2 separate regions of the Mus musculus genome follow, and region 1 is linked to region 2. A link is a contact called in public Hi-C data. All regions are on one chromosome and are shown on one strand. Each heading gives the region's core, a stretch centred on a gene start, on an enhancer-like site or on the middle of the called end of the contact. The rest is flanking DNA. Distances are from core to core; before and after follow the strand shown. Region 1 overlaps Smyd3 (SET and MYND domain containing 3). Region 2 overlaps Kif26b (kinesin family member 26B).

The links. A called contact is a pair of places that touch in the nucleus more often than the background predicts.
Region 1: a contact with region 2 is called in a Hi-C map of cerebellum, with 1.6 times the contacts expected there. The contact joins two enhancer-like sites. A contact is called at or near these places in 1 of 15 datasets of contacts at CTCF or cohesin (the NIH/3T3 cell line), 4 of 484 Hi-C or Micro-C datasets (brain, cerebellar granule neurons and cerebellum) and 1 of 9 other capture datasets (embryonic stem cells).

Annotation. Positions count from the first base shown.
Region 1 is chr1:179,009,534-179,013,888 of GRCm38.p6, reverse strand. The region is part of intron 10 of Smyd3 (SET and MYND domain containing 3); the gene reads left to right. Among named protein-coding and RNA genes, the nearest start is that of Gm46249, 240 kb to the right of the region's middle. Within about 2 kb of position 1,403, at least 37 of the 459 cell types and tissues checked have an H3K27ac peak or open chromatin away from gene starts, as enhancers often do. A contact at or near this core is called in cerebellar granule neurons and cerebellum, where this site is marked.
Region 2 is chr1:178,746,213-178,750,677 of GRCm38.p6, reverse strand. The region is part of intron 4 of Kif26b (kinesin family member 26B); the gene reads right to left. It also overlaps the pseudogene Gm34176. Among named protein-coding and RNA genes, the nearest start is that of Gm46249, 28 kb to the left of the region's middle. Within about 2 kb of position 2,942, at least 7 of the 459 cell types and tissues checked have an H3K27ac peak or open chromatin away from gene starts, as enhancers often do. A contact at or near this core is called in cerebellar granule neurons and cerebellum, where this site is marked.

The DNA of each region.
Region 1 (4,355 bases), core at 154-2,653, 260 kb before region 2:
AAATTGAGACCAGAGAGAGAAAGATGAGAGGGGCAAGGGAGGTTCCTGCCTTCAGGGAGTTGGGAAAGTAGCAGAGTTCTTCTAGAGAAATGTCAGCATTGCTGGGGGCAGTGAGCGAGGGCAAGCTTCTGGACACTTTGAAACTGTGGGTTCTATAGATGTAAGACAGGAACTCTGGGTCTGTTATAGGAATGAAAGGAAAGTGGGTTTGGAGTGGTGGGTGGATACTCAGGGTGACAGCTGCTTTCTTACCACTGTGATCAGAGGCTTACAGGAAGCAACTTAAGGGTGGAAGGTTCCATACTGGCTCATGGATACAGTATTCTTGGAGGGGAGGGCCCAGAGCACATAAGGTGGCTGGTCACATTGTATCTATGGAGGAAGGCAGCAAGAGAGGAATGTTAGCACTCAGCTGGCTCCACTGTTAACCCTTTCAGGACTCCAGTCTCTAACTACCAGCATTCAATATGATTCCCCTTCTCAGTTAAACCTCTCAAGAAACACTCTCAGACATGCCTCCTAATCCACTTAGGTTGAGAGCAAAGGCCACCCATCACACTCAGTAATGTCACACTTTTTCTTGCCTTTACCATCAAGTCCTCTCTCAAAGGGGTTTGTAATCTCACAGAAGAGGGAAGGAAAAGATAAAGTCACAACAAACATCACAGGGCATAAGGAAAAGTAGACAGTAGCATGGGCAGGGTGTGCAGGGAGGGCCAAGTCTGGCCTCAGCCTTGAAACTGTGGGTTCTATAGATGTAAGACAGGAACTCTGGGTTTGTTATAGGAATGAAAGGAAAGTGGGTTTGGAGTGGTGGGTGGATACTCAGTTCAGACTGGTGGCCCTTTCCAGTCTGAAGGCAGAGAAGCAGACCAAACAGAGGAGTCACCCGAGATCTCATACAGCAACTTCTCAATTGTCAGAGTCTCCTTCTGAGAGACAGGAAGAGAAGGAGGGCCTGAGACATAGCGTTCCAGCTGTGGAGACACTGGGCAGCTCTGATCAGATTTTTAGTATGGTAGAAATGGAGACCTGGAGAGGACCAGCTAACATGACAGCAGAGGCTACCAGAACGAGACAGGCTCTCCTTGGAAAACACATCTGTCTGAAGGCATGTCTGGCGAGGTGGTTTTCATGGGGCCTTCTCAGGGTGGCTATCTAGAAGGTGTGTGCCCTGGAGCTCCCGGCCACTGCTGACAGTGGTTAAAGGGGGCAGAATCTGAAAGTCTCTGCCTCCTGAGTGGAAGAGGAGGCTGCCATGCAGATGAGAATCACAAATGGCCCTAGCCTTTGGATCCCTTTGGAGCCGAGGCGAGGCCTGCTGTCACCTTGTCCACACTGTGCCCTCATGTCACGTTGTGAGTCTTTCTGGCAGTGTCCTGCTCTCCCTTGTACAGTCAGTTTGAGGAAGTGGAATCTGGGAACCTTGCCACCCTCCAGTACCTGGTGGCCTGCCAGGACTTTGGATACAGTGCAGTTTTATCCTGGAGCAAATTTGATGCCAGCCCAGAGGATCCTTTCCAATTTCCTTCTTCCACCTGGCAGTCTTGCTGTTCTGCCTGTCCCTGCATCGGAAGAGAAGAGAGCAGAAACCTGTGTCTCAGGGGCTGCCCTGGAAGGTCACCCAACAGCTAAAGTGAATGACGCGATGGGGCTGGCGTTGGAGGTGAATCCACAACGTGGGACTTGATTAGTAAAGGCTTCTTGAGTGAACTTCTCAGAAAAGCATCCATATGGCTGAAACTGAGGGGCCCTGCTGGGATGGTTCACAGGCTGGGAGCTTCTCCTGGACAAAAGCAGTTGGCCTATGACATTGCAGGGTCTTTAGATAAGGTTCTTCTTTCCCTCATTTCTGTCGTCTTTCTCCTATGGGCTTCTAAGGCTTAGATGCCTAGAGCCTTTGGGGTGTGTGTGTGTGTGTGTGTGTGTGTGTGTGTGTGTGTGTATGTATGTATGTGTGTGTTTGTGTATATGTGTGTCTTCATGTGTATATGTATATATGTGTGTGGATATGTGTGTTTGTGCGTATATGTATATATGTGTGCTTTTCATGTGTATGTGTTTATATGTATGTGTTTATATGTGCAGAGGTATGTGTGTATGTGTATACATGTATATGTGTGGGGTTTTGTATGTATGTATGTATGTATGTATGTATGTATGTGTATGGGTATGTGTATGTTTCTATATATATGCATATGTAAGTTTATATGTATATGTGTATTTATGTACACATGTATGTTTTATGTATTTTCATTTGTATATTTTTGTTTATGTGTTTTGTGTGTGTGTGTGTGTGTGTGTGTGTGTGAAGGAGAGAAAATAAGAAAACAGGACAAGATCAAGAAGGAAAGAAAAATTGATTTTCAAGTAGTCCTAAAAAACAGTGGAAGTATTGTAATCTGTTTTCTGTTGCCACAACAAAATACTCAAGGCTAGATAATTTATAAAAGGAAAAAGGTTCGAAGCTGGAAAGCCCACAAGCATAGTCCATCAAGGGCCTCCTGCTGTTTTATCAGAAGCCTAAGGAGGAGGAAAAAAAAACCTATTACATGCAGCTTCACCTTGTAACCACGTATTTGGAGGTGACTAATCCTGCAAGAGAGACAAGAAACCATGCAGGGGCTCCATTCTCCCTCCCCATCTTGCTGCAGAGTCTAACACATGGGTAGGGGACACTCAAACCCCACCAGAGAGCAAGAGAATGTGAGCCAGGCCCTCTACACTGCTTCTTCTGATTGCAGTCCCTTCCATACCTCTCTGTCTGGCACTAGCCCTCTGAAGCCAGAGGCCTCTGTCAGTGCGTATTTCACATCAAATAGCTGAGCTACCTGGTTGGCTCAAAAGCCTTGTGATGGCAGACAGACAGTGCAATAATTAGGGAGGCAGAGGCTACCAGTCCTACTGACAGTATTACATCCTCTGCCTTGCCTCCCTGTGCTGTTGGGAAAGGAGCAAGAAAGGGTTTCCCCTCCCCCTTCCTGTTTCTATTAATGCTCACCCTGACTCAGCCTTGCACTGGTAGATTTGAAGAATGATTTTACAGGAAGAATGAAGATTTGAAGAGTGGCTTTACACTTTACGCAGCATGCGTAGTGCTGTCTTTGGTTGTAGAGTTAAGAGAAGCTAGGCATGCCAAGCACAAAGTGAGCCAAAGGGAGAGCAGGGCTGGACCCGCAGTGGACTGTGATCAGTGGGATCGCCACAGAAGACGGTTGGAGAGTCCTTGTTCTCAGCTGCAGAGAGGCCCCATAATGCAGAGTGCCACACAGCCACAGTGGCAGCTGTGGCAAGAACTGAGTTCCTGGGTCCCAGGCCCCAGCCAAGTAGACTCTTTCTACACAGTGGAGGAATACATCAGTAGTAACTTGGATTGGCTTACATGGCTCTTACTGTGGCCCAACCAAGTGTCACTGTATGTCAGTCTTCACATTCTGAAATGTGTTAGAATCAGGCCTAGAAGTAAAAGACAAGCCCCAAACCCCGGGGTCCTGAAATCCTTTTCTTCCCACTAAGGGGTGCTGTTGTCTGGGTTGGGGTGAGGGGACTATTCAGAGGATTGGTTCCTGGTGAGGAGGGGCCCCTGTGACCATAAGCCTGCCTTCACTTCCACAGGCAGAAAAGGTGCACAGACTCAGGGCCACAGAACTCTGGAGTCAAAGCACCATATAAGCCTTCTAATCTGTCCTTAGGAGTTTCTGGTTGGAAAGAAAGGCCTACAGAGCTAAGGTGTCTGGCTGCCATGGGACTGACCTGTGTGGCCTGCTGCCAGATTGTACCAGTGGACGGATTCCTGGCAGAGGTCAAACCAGGCTCAAGCCACTGAGAATAATTTGTCATCCACTTCCAGAGTGACATTCGACATCTTGTCAATGGAAGGTCCATTTTGAAACAAGCCAGGCAAAGAGGCAGCAGCACATTCAAGGGGCTTTGTAGGAAAACAGACCCACATCCAGCCCACACCTGCCGCTTCACAGCTGACTCATCTCAAACAGTGAACGGTCTCAGGCAGTGTGCATAAGCTCTCAGAAGGGCGATTTCCTACATTGTAAAATGAAGAAGACGGTGATGTGATGGGCCTTAGGAGTTCATCAGCAAAACTGATAGGATACCACCTTGGAGCCCCTGGACAGCACATCACAGAATAGCTACCATTTAGAAGACAGTAGTTACTAGTCTGTAGTGCTGAGAGGTGGACACACTCTTCACTGATTTGTGTTTCCAAAGAGTTTTCTCCAAACGTGAGGCTTGTACGTGTGTGATATATATATAGAGAGAGTCTGGAAATGTCAACTGGGTTTGAAAAGGCAACAGCCACATTGTATCACTAACTGCCCAGAAAACTTCCAATAGTG
Region 2 (4,465 bases), core at 1,693-4,192:
TAAATACCTAAAATAACAGAATCAATCACATGATCTTTAGCACTGTTTCCCAGATCAGGCACAGTCAACTGCACAAGGAAATGGATGTGCTATAATCAGATTCTATTTCCAAAAGTGGGGCTAGGTTGTTCTTGAGATAATCTAGTGCCTTTCTGGGTTTCCTTATTCTTCCATGGACTACAAGTGATGGTGGTTGGGGGCGGGGGGGCTGAGGGGGAGATATCAGGGAAAGAGGAAGAGACCTTAGTCATGGACTTTATACTCCACATGCCCGAGCTTGGTGTGTCCTTTTGTGCCTGCATAGAAACAGGAGCAGCCTTGCACTGGATCACCAGACTGTACCACCATTCTCCCATCTCCCATCCTGCCATTTGTTTTTGATCTTATGTCCTTTTTGATTAAAATGTGTTAAGTGCACACATGATGGGAGTCTAGTGTGGTTATTTCATTTCATAAATACCACATGGCTGAAGAAATCAAAGCTCCTTTTGACCACTCTACCCACTGCTTGATGCTCAGGCCAACACTAGCTGCTCTGGGTATGAGATGGGATGCAGGGGTGCCTGTCGTTTTGTTTGTCCCGTTTTACTTAACACAGTGTTCCCCAGCTCCACCTGCCTTGCCAAAACCGACAGGATTGTATTATTCTTTATGGTTGGATGGCACTGCATTGTGCATAGAGAGCCACGCTTTCTTTCTCTATTCATCCGCTGACAGGTACCCAGCATCTACAGCCAACTGATTCCTAACAGAGGTGCCAAGACACACACGGGAGAGGGGACAGCCTGTTCCGAAAACAGTGCTGGGGAAGCTGGGCCTTTCTGTGTGGAGCACAGCGAGCAAATCAAGTTCACTGTGCAAAAACAACCCACCCGAAAACCTAAATCTAAGAGCTGATGAGCTGTGACCGAGCTCAGGGGCTGAGCCCATGTATGAGTCTCTAGGTTCAACCCCAGAACCAGGGAAAATAGAATAAAAAAAAAATGAACAAAAAAACCCCTCAAACTCAGAAACTCATGAAAGAAACACATGGGAAACTCTCAAAGACTCCAGTGTAGGCACTATTTTAAATATCTTGTTTTATTAGTTTGTCTATTATTAGCTTTCGTCTTTTCTTTTTGGGTCTTTTGTTGGGGGAGCCATTGTTGTTTTATTTTTCAGATCTTGCTCTGTAGCCCTGGCTGGCCTCAAACTCATTCTGTAAACCAGGTTGACCTTGAACTCACAGAAATCATTCCTCAGTCCTTCCAAGTTGCTGGCACTGCAGGTTTGTCTGGGCTATCAGTCCAACTAATTTACAAGACCCTCCAATCACAGGAAACAAAAGCAAAAACAGGCAAATGTGGTTTCACCAAAAGAACAGGCTTATCCTCGCCAGTATGAGATTTTTATTCCACTCTTCAAACATATTTTTTTATTTCTGCTGCTCTAGAACATAGTTTTGTTTTGACTTACGAACTCAGCTCTTCTTCCAGCTCAGGTAACCACAATGCTCCCATTCATTGACTGGTCCATCCCAAGATTCTATATGTCCAGGTTCCACAATGTTGCATAGCCTATGTGGTCCCAGAGGAAGCAGCAGTGCCTTGTGCAGGAACATGCCACAAGTGCATGGGACATCAGTTCCGTGCAGTCTGGACAGGCACAAGGTGCTATTTCTATGTCCTACAATAGACAAGGCTGAACTCCTTGATATAGATGTAGAATCTCAACCACTGGTCCACAGACAAGTAGGAGTAAAAAGATAACTAGGGGGCAGAGACACGACTCAGGAGTTAAAAGCACTAGATGCTCTTGCAGAGAGCACAGGATTGGGTCCCAGCACCCACAGGGCAGTTCATAACTGTAAAGAAAGTTCCAGAAGATTTGGTGCCCTCATCTGGCCTCTGTGGGCACTGCATGCACAGGGTATGCTTATATACATGCAGGTAAACACACACACACACACACACACACACACACACACACACACACTCATTATCATCATCATCATCATCATAACAATAGTAATAATAAATGGATCTAAAAGAATAACTAAATTGGGAAGCAAGCAGAGTTCAAATTCCAACCTGTCGGGAAGAAAAGCCACAACAGAGGAGATAGGTAGGCAGCGAGCCTTGCAGAAACTACTGATCAACTCCCTTGGATTTGCTTTCCTTTTTTTTTTCCTCTTCTCCAGACCGCAGGATGGAAATAATTGGGTGTTTGCAAACAAAATGCAGAAAGAGGAAATGCTCCGTCTAAAGCTGTAATTAGCATGTCATTGCTGTCTGTGATGTGTGCACACAGAGATGCATTCCTACCGAAGTGGCTTCCTCTTCCACCCCTGCCTACTTCCAAAATGGGCCTGAGTGACAAGATACAATGGAACAAGACTACAGACTTAACAGTGCTAAAACCTGCTCCTACCCGCAGGTACTACCTACAGTTCACCGGTTGTTCCGAATGATAATGGAGGTGACCAGCCTAGGGAAATTACCATGCTGGAAATGAATGCTTGGCTTTTATTTGCAGGCTAAGGACGCTAACGTTTCTCCTAACTGGGCTCACGTCATATTTGATGAATGCTCAAACATGATTGTACCAGTAGCATTTTCTCTGAAAATTGCAACAATTACTCATTAGCAAATGAGGGCCCTCGGGCAATGAATCCGCTCCGAAGACTGAGTGCCCTGTTACCAACACATGCAACAAATTAATCCTGAAAGTTTGGCACTTGGAATGGGGATTAGAGTGTTGCAATTAAAATTCACATGTACAAGTTGCATCCGTTATTGCTTCTAAAAAATTTATTTGACCTTTCTGTGGCAAGTCGCCTGTCCTAGGTTAAAAGGAACTTTAAAGTGCATGAAGATATGAGCAACGAACCTCTACAGTGAAGCAGGCAGGAAAGGATGGAACTGAATTCGGAGCATATGGAGCCTGGAACGGACTTTTGGTCAGACTCATTAGTGGATGCTGAATAAATTCAGTCACCATCTGCTTGTTCTTCCACACCCTGGAACAGCAGTACCTGCCCAAGGCTCATCCTGCCTTTCCCCACCCCACCCCCCTGCCCCCTTAGAGTCTTTGGCTGCTATCTTCATGTCATTTTAAATATAGTATAGCTGGTCTCTTGCTACCACCTGGAGCTTGGACTGCTGCTAAGAGATGGGTTTGAGGACAGTTGACTAGGTTTCTGCCCCTTGCTATTAAGCCTGGGCAAGATCCTCAGTATTTTTATCTGTTTCCCAAAGCAGAAAAGATGCAGACTGGAATGCGTGTTCATCCTTGGAGCAGTTCTGGCCCTCCAGCACTCAAAAATAATAACTGGCCTAATTTTTGCAAGACTTCCTCGGGGAAAATGCAAGTATTTCTGTATTACCTTAAACCACAAAAAGCAATTTGGCAGCTTCTAGAAAAGGAGAAGGCAGACATCTCTATGTTGGAGCAACCTCATCACTACCTTTGAAAGCTTGCACATGCGCACAAGGGGAGGTGATGGACACACATTCCCAACAGTGTGCACAAACACAAAATATTGGGATGATGGTGAAGAGGGAGGATAAATAAGTTGTGGTATTTCCACAGAATAGATCAGCCCCACTTTATTAAGATGCTTCAATCCCAGAAGCATAACGCTGAGGAAGTAATGTTGCAACAGAAACATGGATGGTAACATTTGTCAAAACTCTAAAACTGTGACACAATGTTTCACGTTGCTTAGAGAAACATGTATGCCGGGTGTTTAAACCGAGCACTTCTGGAGGGGAAGAGGAGAGAGATGAACAAGGTCTGCAGAGGCCTCAACCATACTGCTGTCTTATTTCCTTAGGAAATGATTGATGAGTGGGGACCTTATGACTTCTAAGCTTTCTTCTTCTAGTCACAGTTTGTATGTATAAACTACTGCTTGACTTGAAAAAGCATCTGAGCTGTACTATTGGTTTTGTTGTTGTTTCCTTGTCTGTTTTGATGTGGAATCTCAGTCTGCGGCCCCAACCTCAGAATCATGATCTCCCTGCCTCAGCCATCTGGGTTGTGAGGTTGCAGGAGTGTCGGGCACAGTCAGTGCCTACTTTTGCTTTGGTTGAGAACATCTGTCCTCTGTGATGAGCTGCAGTCTGAGGCCACAGATATGACACGCTGTTTACCTTGCAGCTTCCCTCCCTAGAGCAATTCATTATAAAAGTTTTCCTTATTATAATTCCTAATGGTCAAGAAAAAAATTCTCGTGTTACTTTACGAACCAACCCTGTACATCAATGGCATATTTAGATAATGGATCGTTCTCTCATTTAAAAGCATTTATGTAGTCCCCTGAGTGTGCACAGCCCCATGCCAGGGTTGGGAAACGATAATGGGGTTATATTATAAAAGGAGCTTGGCCACTGCAGTTTCATTAAAAATTAAAATATTTTGGGTAACTCAGTTCATACTTTAAAAATAACATAATGGAGTTCTTTAGAAACTAGGAAAACCCCCC